Regions from separate parts of the Mus musculus genome. Here region 1 is linked to region 2. A link is a contact called in public HiChIP or PLAC-seq data. All regions are on one chromosome and are shown on one strand. Each heading gives the region's core, a stretch centred on a gene start, on an enhancer-like site or on the middle of the called end of the contact. The rest is flanking DNA. Distances are from core to core; before and after follow the strand shown.

What was found. HiChIP or PLAC-seq counts read pairs in DNA pulled down with a chosen protein or histone mark.
Region 1: an H3K4me3 HiChIP or PLAC-seq map of bone marrow-derived macrophages shows a contact between it and region 2, with 2.1 times the contacts expected there. The contact joins the enhancer-like site here to the promoter of Plek in region 2. A contact is called at or near these places in 5 of 39 promoter capture datasets (the C10 cell line, the HPC-7 cell line, embryonic stem cells and 1 more), 1 of 484 Hi-C or Micro-C datasets (myeloid progenitors), 3 of 115 datasets of contacts at active chromatin or transcription factors (bone marrow-derived dendritic cells, bone marrow-derived macrophages and effector CD8 T cells) and 3 of 9 other capture datasets (adipose tissue, liver and pancreatic islet).

Annotation. Positions count from the first base shown.
Region 1 is chr11:17,176,988-17,183,301 of GRCm38.p6, reverse strand. It overlaps Ppp3r1 (protein phosphatase 3, regulatory subunit B, alpha isoform (calcineurin B, type I)), which reads right to left. Exons shown (of 6, transcript NM_024459.2): 2 at 1,156-1,195. Among named protein-coding and RNA genes, the nearest start is that of Ppp3r1, 21 kb to the right of the region's middle. Within about 2 kb of position 2,356, at least 27 of the 459 cell types and tissues checked have an H3K27ac peak or open chromatin away from gene starts, as enhancers often do. A contact at or near this core is called in the HPC-7 cell line, bone marrow-derived dendritic cells and bone marrow-derived macrophages, where this site is marked.
Region 2 is chr11:17,004,366-17,011,102 of GRCm38.p6, reverse strand. It overlaps Plek (pleckstrin), which reads left to right and starts at 2,385. Exons shown (of 10, transcript NM_019549.2): 1 at 2,385-2,546. The coding sequence starts at 2,505.

The DNA of each region.
Region 1 (6,314 bases), core at 1,107-3,606, 170 kb before region 2:
TGATAATGAACTAAACCTCTGAAACTGTAAGTCGGCCCCAATTAAATGCTATCTTTTCTAAGAGTCGTGATGGTCATGGTGTCTCTTCACAGCAACAGGACACTGACTAATGGATGCTTTTAATCCCAGCACTTTAGAAGCAAAGAAGCAAAGGAGAGCAGATCTCTGTGAGTTCAAGACCAGCTCCACATTAAAAGTTACAGGCTAGCAAAGGCTACACTATAAGAACAGGTCTCATAAACAGACAGACAAATAAGGGGCTGGCAAACAAACAAACAAACAAACAAACAAAAAAACCACAAAACAAAATAATAACAAACAAGACACACCAGTAAAGATGCTTGCCACCACACCTAATAAACTACCTCAATTGGATCCTATGGACCTGTATGGTACAAAGAAAAATACCAATCCCCACAAATGTCCTACTCATCTCTACTTACACTGACACTGTGGCAAACGTGTGAGCCCTGCCCCCCACATCTGTATGTAGGGATAAGTAAAATGTAGTTAAAAAGCCATCCCCAAGCTTATATAGAAACATTTACAGTAGCTGAAGTCTTTGACAACTGACTTTCACTCTAGAAATCTGCTGGTCTTCAGAGTCACCCTGACCCATTCCATCAAAATCCAAAAGTCTCAAATGTCAAAATACAATTTTCACACATCTGTTTCTCTTCTCCCTAGTTCAGGTGGCAGCTGACCCAGTTATGTGACAAGTTCTAGCCCACGAAACTCGGCTTTCATGTTTTTGCAATTCCATTTCCCCAATGATCTGGGGAATTCTGGGTACAGTTATTAACATTACAAAACAAAGAAGCCCAGATCCATGGATCAACAAATAGAAAAAAAAAAAACAAAACAAAACAGAACAAACAAAAAACATGATTACAAATTCACTTTGAAAAGAGCCCTCTTAGTTCACAGAGATTTAGGGGTTTAACCTTTAATGTTGTGTATATATTAATAATAAAATCTACTTTTTAAATATTTCCTACTTCAGTAACTTCAAGAGTGTGTGTTCCATGCCTTCTCCATTTTAAATGTAGGCCACATTTGATAAAAAATCAAGTACTCATCATAGAGATGTGTGCCTGCCCCTCCCCCCAGATTCATAAGCAAAACACATGCTTGCTCTCATTATATTCAACTTACAGTGTGAGCACATTTCCAAAGGGTAACTCGCCTCATTTCCCTGGGGAAGGAAGAAAGAATCAATTAGTTATGAGATATACCTAAATATCTTTAGAATATTAAGCAACTATTTTATCGGACAAAACAGGCAAATGAGCTATAAATTCTAAACATAAATTTATGTTCAGAATTATAAACTATACTTACTTTTTAACTGGCAAGAAAACATATCAAGTATTTGTAGCACCATAAACACACTACACAGAAAATCCCACATTTCAGAGACTGGCAATGCACGGCTTGTCTGGCTGGATGAGCTGTTTGGTTTGTTTATTTCTTTTTTGAGACACTGTTTCAAAGCTCGGGCTGGCTTACACTCCCAGTATAGGCAAGGTTGACTTTGAATGTCTGAATCAAAAGCTTGTGCCAACACATCAGGCTAACTTATTTTGTTAAAAAGCTAATCATTTCTAATTCTAATCATTTCTGCTTAGAGTTTAATAAGACTGCAATATGCGCTGTTAAGAAGAGAATCCTCATTACCAAGTACACTCATTCACTAAAACAGAACTTTAAAATTCTGTAAGATGTTAACAGCAATGTTAATAAACCCTGTACAAAACAGCCATTAAAACTTGCTTCTAGCGGGGGGTGGGGGTGGGGACCTTGCTTCTAAGTATTTCTTTATATAAGAAGTCATCCTGTTGCCTAACTTATGTATTTTCTCCATTAGAGGAGGGAAAGGGTATTCTAGAGAAAATACAGAGCCGTGTTTCCTAAAGCTAACATGTTTTAAACTTACATAAGAAAGCCTGCAGAACTGAAGTATTGTACAATATGACCACGTAATTCACAAGATCACTTGATGATGAAGTCCTCAAATAATCAGCTGCTTGGTTTTTCAGGGTAACCTATGTATTTGGTATTTTTGACAAGTCTTACTACGGAACTGTCTGGCACGGAATTTACTAGGTAGAGCAGGCCAGCCCTGAACTCATCCTGCGTCTTTCTAACATGTACTAAAGGTGTGCACTTGGAGCCCAGCAAAGAACCGTCATTATACTGAGTAAAGTACAAACCAAACCAAAAAACAAAACAACAAAAAACCCACCACCACCATCACCACCGCAGCAGATAATATCTGCCAACTAGGAGTAATGCTCCATCAGCCGTGTGACTAGTACAGAACAGGACATCAGGAAGTTGCATCAAGCAGCACTTTTCAGAAATGAGTTGCAATCACTGATATAAAAAGGAACCTGGGGTCTGCCCTTGGAGAACTGAGAAGTACAGGAACATACAGAGACCTACAATCTGCAGCACCCTGAAATCTATAGGGAGCTCCTTCCAGCTTCAGTTGCATTTGGACATCCCAAAGCCAAGGATAGAACTAGTAAGTGGACTAAACTATCTCTGATGCTCACAGAGCTGGGAAGGCTGTGATGCAAGAGGGGTGAGCAGACCACAATACACAAGGCACTGGGGTGCAGTCCAGCAAAAGAGCACAAAATTCAATGTCTGACAATGAAAAAAGCATCATATTATAATTGGAGTAAAACATTTTCAAAAAAAAAAAGCCACGCAGAGAAGACCATAATTATATTCTACCACCTAATTTATATATATAAAAAATAAAGTAAATCTATATTCTATTTTCCTATAATATTCTCTATTCATAATACTAGAGTCTCCTATTCTCTATTCATATAATATATTCTACTCTCCCATAATACATATCATAAATATGTCCCAACAAAATACATCAGGCACAGTGGTGCACATCTGTGACCCAGGAGTCAGATGATAAAGGCAGAACAAGTAATCCTCATTGATTTTGTGAGTTCAAGGCTGGCCTCTATGACATGAGACTGTCTTTTCTGGGGGTGGGGAGGTATCTCTATAGGATTTGTCCTATTTTATTGTTGGTGACGGTTTTGTCAACCTGGGGGCCCACCTGGATATCCACCCACTCTGGCACATCAAGTCTCTGGGAGGCTACGCACAGCCTCTCCCACTAAGGGCAGACAAGGCATCACAAATTTCACCCATGTGGCAGGATACAAAATTAACTCAAAGAAATCAGTAGCCCTCCTTTATACAAATGATAAACTGGCCAAGAAAGAAACTAGGGAAATCACACCCTTCCCAATAGCAGCAAATAATATAAAATATCTTGGTGTAATTCTAATCATGCAAGTTTAAGATGAAAGCTGGAAAGATCTCCCATGCTCATGGACAGGTAGGACTAACGTAGTCAAAGTGGCTATTTACCAAAAGCAACCTAAAGAGTCAGGGTAAGCCCCACCAAAATTTCAATACAATTTTGTATAGACCTTGAAAGTACAATTTTCAACTTCACATGGAGAACCAAAAAAACCGGGATAGCCAAAATCATACTGAACTATATAAAAGGACTTTGGAGGAATCACTATCTCTTACCTCAAGCTGTATGTACTACAGAGCAGTATTATTAAAAAAAAAAAAAACAAACAAAAAGAAAAACAAACAACTTCATGGTATTAGTAAAGAAACAAATCAATGGAATCGAGACTCAGAAATAAGCCCAGACACCTATGGATATTTGATTTTTGATAAAGAAGCCAAAACCATACAATGGAAAAAATAAAGCATCTCCAACAAATGGTGGTGATCTAACTGTATGTCTATACGTAAAAGAATGAAAATAGATTCATATTTATCACCTTGCACAAAACTCAAGTCCAAGTGGATCAAGGACCTCAACCTAAGGAAAACTGGATACACTGAATCTCATAGAAGAGAAAATGGGAAATACCCTGGAATGAATTGGTCCAAGAGAAAATGTCCTGAGCACAACACCAATGGCTCAGGCTCTAAGATCAACAATTGATAAACAGGATCTCATGAAAGGCAAAGGACGGTGTCAATAGGACAAAACAGCAGCCTACAGATTGGGAAAGGATGTTCATTAACCCTACATCTGACAGAGGGCTAATATTCAAAGTCTATAAAGAACTCAAGAAATTAGACAACAACAGCCCAGATTACCCAATTAAAAAATGAGGTATACAGAGACAAAATTTGGAGCTGTGACGAAAGGATGGACTATCTAGTGATTGCCATATGCAGGGATCCATCCCATAATCAGCTTCCAAACACTGACACCATTGCATACACTAGCAAGATTTTGCTGAAAGGACCCAGATATAGCTGTCTCTTGTAAGACTATGCCGGGGCCTAGCAAACACAGAAGTGGATGATCACAGTCAGCTGACATGGGTCACAAGGCCCCCAATGGAGGAGCTAGAGAAATTACCCAAGGAGCTAAAGGGAACTGCAACCCTATAGGTGGAACAACAATATGAACTAAGCAGTACCCGGAGCTCTTGACTCTAGCTGCATATGTATCAAAACATGGCCTAGTCGGCCATCACTGCAAAGAGAGGCCCATTGGACACGCAAACTGTATATGCCCCAGTACAGGGGAACGCCAGGGCCAAAAAGGGGGAGTGGGTGGGTAGGGGATTGGGGGGATGGGTACCGCGAACTTTTGGGATAGCCTTGAAAATGTAAACGAGGAAAATACCTAATAAAAAAAATGAGGTATAGAGATAACCAGAGAAATCTCAAATGTTCAATTTTCTAAGTTTATGATTCTTCCAATGTGACTTGTTTGGTATTAAGGGTTTTTTCTTTCTTGAGACAAGGTCTTAGCTGATCTGGAACACAAAGTAGTCCGGGTTAGCTTTGAACTCAGATCTCCCCCTGCCTCTGCTGCCAAGTGCTGGGATTCAAGATGTGCACAACCATTACTCTTAGCATAGACTCATGAATTTTAGGACCCTGAGCTATAATCACTTATCAATAACACTTAACCTGATACTTAAACCACTTCACATCTGGGCAGCATTTGTTCCTACTCGTTGGGTGGCCCCTCCTCCTTCCAATATGTACACATCGTTCAGAACACGTTGACCACATTACGTTTTCCTATCCTAGAGCCAGGAATCAATGATCTACTCCAAGGAACTACTCCTTTTGGGAAGAGAGCTACTTACGTCCTTAATTTTACTCTGACTTATTCATACTTTAGGTCTTTATACTATGATTAATCCCTAGCACCCTGACTCTTCTTTCATGGTATTACATCTAGGTGTAACTTTTACTACGGAAATTTACACCTGATTAAACTGATGTATGTACTAATATTCTAAGATATTTTTCTGCATAAAGACAAGAGTCCACTATTGTCCCTCCTTAACAGTACACCTTGTGAGGAAAAACAAAAGTGTTACACATATCTGCAGTATAGTAGGTCTGATCAAAGTATAAACTCTTCTCAGTACTGTTCCCCAAAACATAACTCTGAGATTGTAAGTTGTCTATGGATAGCCATGGTTTTTGTGTCTCTGTCAAGAACTTATAGAACCTAGGCTCAGGTAAAAGTCTTTCAGTAAAGATGCAACTTTGATAACTGAAATTCCTACCTAAAGGAGAGTTCATTAAAACATACTAACACCACCATGAACCCAGGCTCAGTGGGCAGGGAACCTGCCTGTGGTTCAGTGCTCAGGAGGTTGAGGCAAGAGCATCGCTTGAGCCTGTTGCTTAAGCTGGCCTATGAAACACGGCTGAGACTTTTTCAAAACTAAAAAGGAGTCAGCACAGGGCCATACACTTTTTGATTTCAACAACCAGGAGGCAGAAGCAGGTGTATCTCTGTGAGTCTAAGACCAGCCTGGTTTACATACCAAGTGTCAGGACAGTCAGAGCTACACAGTGGGACCCTGTCTCAAAACAATCACAATAAAGTAAAATTAAAACTAAAGCATCAATCAAAAAGAATAACATACAAAGCTTAAAGATTTGAAAAAGAGAAATTTGTCAACTGCAAATCAACTAAATGGGAAAAAGAAAAAGTGCGGGGGGGGGGGCACATGGGGGCTGTGGTTAAGGTCTATAATCCCAGCATATCAGCAATTGGGAGGCCAACCCAGAAGATCAAGAGATCAAGGCCAGCCTCACCTACATAAGACTATTTTAAAACAATCAAAAACAATAACAAGAAAACCCTAATCCAATTGAACATGGTTCAATGGTAGAGTTTTGAATAGTGTGTCAAATCTGCTTTATTCTATAATATTCTCATTTTATTAATATGTCACCTATTAATGGGATTCATATAATAGGATTATAAACAA
Region 2 (6,737 bases), core at 1,136-3,635:
CACTAATTTAGTTTCTCTAGCAACTAAATTAAATGAAGTTGAATGAACAACATCTGCTCTAGTGCCTGGCGTAGAAGCAGGTATGCACTTAATAGTAGGTCCTTTTGGTATCCTAGAAAGATGCTTTTATTTTCTATTTTTAGAGGATTTCATACATGAGTAGTATTTAAATAATTTCTACCCTCTTTTCTCCCCTTCCAATTTCTCCTATATTCTTCCCAAACCTGTCAACTTGATGGCATCTTCCTCTATATTATTATTGTAACCCCCCCAAGTACCCCAAAACAACAAAAACACTCATAAAATCCTACTGAGTCCATTTAGTGTTTGTGTTGCTTTTATATATCCATGTTCAGGTCTGACAGCTTGGGTAGGCTAACCTGTAATGGGGCTTATTCCTGGAGAACACGGGTTCTGATTCTCCATCCCAGCAGCCATGGATGGCTGGAGCTCTTCTTTTGAGGGGTGGGGTTTTGGGAGACTTTTCCCATCCATTTTGATATATCAACTGATATCATTATATGCATCATATATTTAAACAACCATCTTGTTGAGATTTCAAAGGTGCAGCGTCCCTCTTCCATCTAGAAGATACTATTTAGCAGTAGGCATCCCAGTCTTTTGGTTCTTACATTATTTCTGCCGCTCTTCCACAATGTTCCCTGAGTCTTAGGTTTAGGGCTTGTGTTGTAGATACATCAGTTGGTGCAAGGAACCTCATGATCAGATGTTCTTTGCATTTGAGTAGTTGTGGATTTCTGTAATGATCTCAGTCTGCTGCAAAAAGAAGCACCTTTGATGAGAGGCAAGAGCAACAGTTATGTGTGGGTGTAAGGATTAATACATTTAGAAAACTGGCAGGTATATGTTTCCCCCAGGGTCTAAGACCTGTCCAGCAATTGGCAATTGAATATGTTTACAGTGCCAAGCATGAATTTTGCCCTATTATGTGAGCCTTAAATCCAATTAGACAGTTGTTGATTACTTCCAAAATGTAAGTGCCACTACTGCACCACTGAGATATCTTGCTGGGCTGGTCATTGTTGTAGTTCACAGGCTGTAAAGCAGAAAGGATTGTTGATTAGCCTTTCTCCCTGGGCACCTTGCACAGTACCTTTTGATACTATGAGCACTAGTCCTCATGGAGGAGACTTCCTGGAAAGTTCTACCTCAAATATTCCAAGTCCTGTGTCTGAAGTATGAACTGTCTTTAGCAATAGGATCATACTTTTAATATCTGCGAGGCATCCAAGGACAATAGCAAATGGCTATAATATATATTTTCTGTCCCCTCATTGAGACAGGATCTCACCATGTAGCTCTGGCTATCCTGGAACACATTATATAGACCAGGCTGGCCTCAAACTCACAGAGATCCACCTGTCCCTGCCTCCTGAGCGCTGGAATTAAAGGTATATACAAACACATTTCATTCTATTGTTTTGAGAATTTTCTGGATCTCTCTGACCAACAATTTGAAGGGCGGTTTCCCATGCCTGCCAGGTACTGGGATTTTTGTTAGATAGTCTATGGCTTTTGTGGCACAACTTCACTTCAATGCCCCCCACACACACCATATATGTATTTTTATAAAAATAACCATATGAAATAATGTTTTCCTTAGGGCTTTTCCAAACATCCTAAGTACTATTTGTCTCTTCTTCCTCCTCTACTTCTGAATTACCTTTCTTCTTCTCTCCCCATTTAAAGCTGGTTCCCCACTTCCCCCTTTCCTTGTTCCTATTAAAAGGGATAACACCTGTATCCCATTAAACCCATCTCTGGAGTGCACTGTCCCCCACCCCCCTTGGATGATCTCTTTCTACTTTCCTGACTTCTATGATGACTACAAGTTACTTATTCAAATCTAAAGATCTGGATCTAGGATTCATAAACAAGAGAGGAAATGGGACATTTGTCTTTCTAGGGCTGGGTTACGTTAGTATAATATTTTTCAGTTCACCCACTCATCTGAAAATTTCATGATTTCATTTTTCTTTACAGCTGGGACTCCTAGGATTTGTGGGGACAACAAAGACAGGGTGGGTGGGTGTGTGTGTGGGGTGGCGAGCACTCACCTGACTGGCTGGGCCACATGCCAGTGTGGGGATGGAGACAGCGTCTTGGCATTTTATTAAGTACTTTTTCAATACTTCAAGAACAATTCCTAAGCAGGACAGTCTCAGGCGATAAAGTTTTATTATTCATCTCTTACCATTTTTTTTCTCTTTAGGTCAGGACTTTTACATATGGGTAAATATTTGACTAAGCTGTGCGTTATTATTTCCATCATTAGGAAAGCATGGGCTGTTCAGATATCTAGTTCCTCTTTCTGACTCGTCACCCCAGAGAGGGGAAAAGGATGTCATCACGTAGTCACCAGCAGAAGAGAAATTGTGAAAGAGACCTCCCTGTAAAAAGGGCAGCCCACAAACACCTCAGCCTTCAGAGGAGACTGAGCTCCTCAGACGACAAGAGTGGACCCGTGTGTCTCCCCACCAGGCATGGAACCAAAGCGGATCAGGGAGGGATACCTTGTGAAGAAGGTAAGTAGGGAGGTCACTTACAAGGCTGGACTTAGAGAGGGGCTTACAGGGGATTAGTGTTTGCTCCATACTCTCTGTCCATCCCTTCCAGGGATGCTCCATGTTGGATCTATTAGATTAGGATGAAAGAGTATTACATCATACAGTGTACTGGGGTGGGGCTACCTCCATGTGTTCCCCTACACCCTTTTTTTCCCCTTAAAAGTGAATTAATCTAGTTCGGGCTTCAGCACAGTTTGCCCTTACGAGCCTGAGAATTCGAACATTCAGGGTGTGGACGATGAAAATCCAGATTTAGTTTTTCATGATTTAAAACACGTTGCAACAGCTAAACATTGCCTTCTGTGGGGGGAAAGTCTCAAATTGTTCTGTTAGAAAAGCTGCTTGGAGAACTGTTTAGCTCTTATTTAAATTGACAGGGCTGTAGAAGAGTTAGGGGTTGCCAGTGTTTGTGTGAGCAACAAGCAGAAAAACAATATAGCTAATTTCTTGGGCGTTCTCCCACTTACGCTTCTGTTTCAAGGGTGTGAAGGTGGTTCCAGGTGGTGACGGTGGGTGTTGGCTGTAGTCTTTTACCCACAACTTAATGAATTTGTATAACAGTCCACCAAAGTGGTAGATGTATCATCTTAAAGAACAGAAGTGGAAATGTGAGAATGCCAAAAATAGCTTAGTGTTATGAAAATTTGAATTTTGATGCTGTTTCTAGTCTTTGTGCTGCTGGTGTTGTGTGCTTTGAGTTGTGAAAGCTCCTTACCTGGTGAATTCACACATCGGGACTGCTGGCATCCTGTGGGCAATACTCTGTGCACAAACACACTTCATGGAGCCAAGTGGGTTCATGAAGCCGCTCAGAAATGTTGCTTCTGACTAAACTTCCACAAGAAGCTTTCTAACCACATGAGCAGCCAGTGTTGCTCTTATCTTTTTAAAACTCAATGCAGTTAATTAAATATCTAGTTAATCAAGTTTTGAGAATGGGTCTTACTCTATAGCTCTTAATGTATTTCCAAGGCTAACCTTAAATTGGTTGCAAGCCTCCTGCCTCAGTCTCCCAGACCCTACGATTTCAGGAATGAACAATCTGGTCCAGCTGCATCTTTATTTTAGCTCATCCATCTGTTTCTTTTTACCTTAAAATGTTCTATGTCTATGAACATAGGACACTAAATGGTACATATCACAACCTGGTTCCACTTTTTATTTCAAATTAGAAAGAAACTTTCATTCATCTGTGTCATGCCCAGAGGTATGTATGACAGAGTCAGGAGAAATACCCTCTCTATCCCCTGAGCCCTGAGATCTCTGTTTAGCACCCTAAGGTTTTCCTGAAGGAAAGCTAATCTCCACTAGTGCTTACAGTTTATCTGTGGTGGTGAGAGTTATGAGTTGGTGCTGGGGAATTCATGCATCTTCAGTGCATTCTCTTAGGATAATTGAATTTTGAAACTTCCTTTGTAAATGAAACAGCTAGGTGTAGTTTATTGGTAACTGGAATCCATCCTCCCTCTCTGAGAACTGATTGGAACTGCTGTTGAATGGGCTTTCTCCTGATCTGATGGAAAAGGTGTGTGTGTGTGTGTGTGTGTGTGTGTGTGTGTGTCTCTGTGTGTGTCTGTGTGTGTGTGTGTGTGTGTATCTGTGTGTGTGTGTCTCTGTGTGTGTGTGTGTGTCTCTGTGTGTGTGTGTCTGTGTGTGTGTCTCTGTGTGTGTGTGTGTCTGTGTGTGTGTGTCTTTGTGTATGTGTATGTATTTGAGCAGGTACACACCTTCCATGGTGTGTGTGTAAAAGGTCAGGAGTCAACTTTCAGGAGTCTATTCTCTACTCAGGCCTTTCTGCTTGCTGGCAGGGACCTTTAACAGCTAAGTCACCTCACAGGCCAGGCCTTGTTTTAGTACAAAATGACAAGATTGCTGTTATAAAGTTTATATGTTTATGCATCAAAAGATGGCCTAGTCGGCCATCACTGGAAAGAGAGGCCCATTGGACACGCAAACTTTATATGCCCCAGTACAGGGGAACGCCAGGGCCATAAAAGGGGAGTGGGTGGGTAGGGGAGAGGGGGTGGGTGGCTATGGGGGACTTTTGGTATAGCATTGCAAATGTAAATGAGCGAAATACCTAATAAAAAATGGAAAAAAAATTGAAAAAAAAAAGTTTATATGTTTATATTTTATAGTCACTAGACTTCAAAAATATAGATGATTCAATATGCATGAAGTGAGGCCATTTCACTAGAAAGGGGGAGCAGGAGATTCACGACTGGGGAGCACCTGGATTTAATAATTTTTAACTAGTAACAGTAATGCTCTCAGATTATGACCTACAAGTGTCAGCCTAGGAAAGACTCTAGAAGAGAGCATAGTGAAACCTTATGTTGATTTCACAATGTATATTTCCCATCAGTCTTGGGAAAATACTCATTAATATCATACTTAAATCTACATTTAATCTTACATGCATGGTGCTTTGCATTTCCTCAGGGCCACTTAGGTGGCCTGTCTTGTAATATATGACAATTATCTCATTTGGCACTTTACTTCTGTTTCAATTTTCTTTCAATGCCAGAATGTGAATCAGGACCTTGTATATGATTAGGCAAAAGTGTTTTATCGTTGAGCTGTACCCCCAAATCTCTTACCATTGAGCTGCCCCCCCCCCCATCCTCTCACTTGGTGCTTTTGTCAGTAACGAGTGTAAGCCTGAAACTAGGACTTCCTAGTTAGGTATCACATTCTTAACTTCCTTATGTTTTATGTTTCTTTTAGTTATATAACATGTTGGTCAGTTAAACTCTGTCTGTCTGTCTGTCTGTCTGTCTGTCTGTCTCTCTGTGAACCTAGGTTGCAGAAGGTAGCCCATAAGTGAAGATAGCTATCAGCAAGCACATTCACCCCAATAGCCTGTGAATGGTGATGGTTCCAATCACTCCTGAGGAAAGAACCAACCAGGAGACTTTCCTTCTGTGATGACTTTAGGATGCGTGAGTGTGGCTGCTCGGATGCAAACAAGCCATGTGCTAGTAATGGAAGTGATTTCCTGTTCTGCTCTTTTTGTTTCTATGAAGTTCAAGATTCTGGTATAGGAATTAAACATGCTCTTCTCCTATGTCTTATGAAATAATTATTTTGAGGTAGGATATTTTGGTTGGAAAATATAGCATTTGAAAATGCTGTTATAGGAATTTTGTCAAGTCTTCAGGTTGATGGCCAATGATATATAAACTTTAACATGTCTCTTCCTTGTCTCCTCTCTTTATTTCTTTCTTCAGTTTCTTCCTCTCTGTGTGACTCTCTGTCTCTCTGTCTCTATCTCTCTCTCTGTCTCCCCTTCTCTCTGTCTCTCCCTCTGACTTCTGCCTGTGTGTGTAGGTGCTGAGGTCAGTGGAAAACTTGTGGGGCTGGGTTCTGTCCTTCCACCACATGGTTCCTGGAGATTACACTCAAGTCACCAGGCTTGGCAGCAAGTGCATTTCCTACTGAGCCATCACATGAGCCCATGTTTCTCCTTCGGTTCTGTTAGAGATAACTGTCCGCATTTCACAACTTATGTTTCCTCTTTTGCCCCCTGGCTAAGATCTTTAAATAGAGATTATGGTTAAGAAGGGGAGAAAAAAAAGTGACTGTCATTGTCTACCCTTTCATTCTAAATAGCACTTCTTGCCCTGAGTCTTGTCACTTGTGCTTATTTTAAGGAGCATTTGTGGCCCTGTAGGTATAGCTGGTTGCTAGACCAATGTGACCTCTCTCTAGTCCTAACACCTCACAGAAAGTAGGTGACTTGCTCCTTATCAATCAGCTGTAAGCTTGGGGTCAAACCCAGGCTTGCCTAATAGCAAAACCCCCCTCCCATGATGCCACGGTGCTCTGAAAGGCACAGGTGTGTTGCAAATAACATTGGGTATAGTAATTCAGCTTTTTTTTTTCTGATTGGGGATTAGTTTTTGAGAAATAAATATTTTGGTTGTTATGGAATACATATGATCGGATGTTCTTATAACCATAACTTTGAAACAAGAGAATATTCCTTCATGTTATGTGTCTCATTGCCAGAAACTGGTTTCCATGACATCCCAGCAATTAGTAGGTACTGAAGGACAGACTCAAACAGCAGCTTAAGACCTGAATGTCCTATGAGGTTGATAGACAGTCCAGAAACCAGGGTCACGAGAAAGACAAAAACAGAAGGCT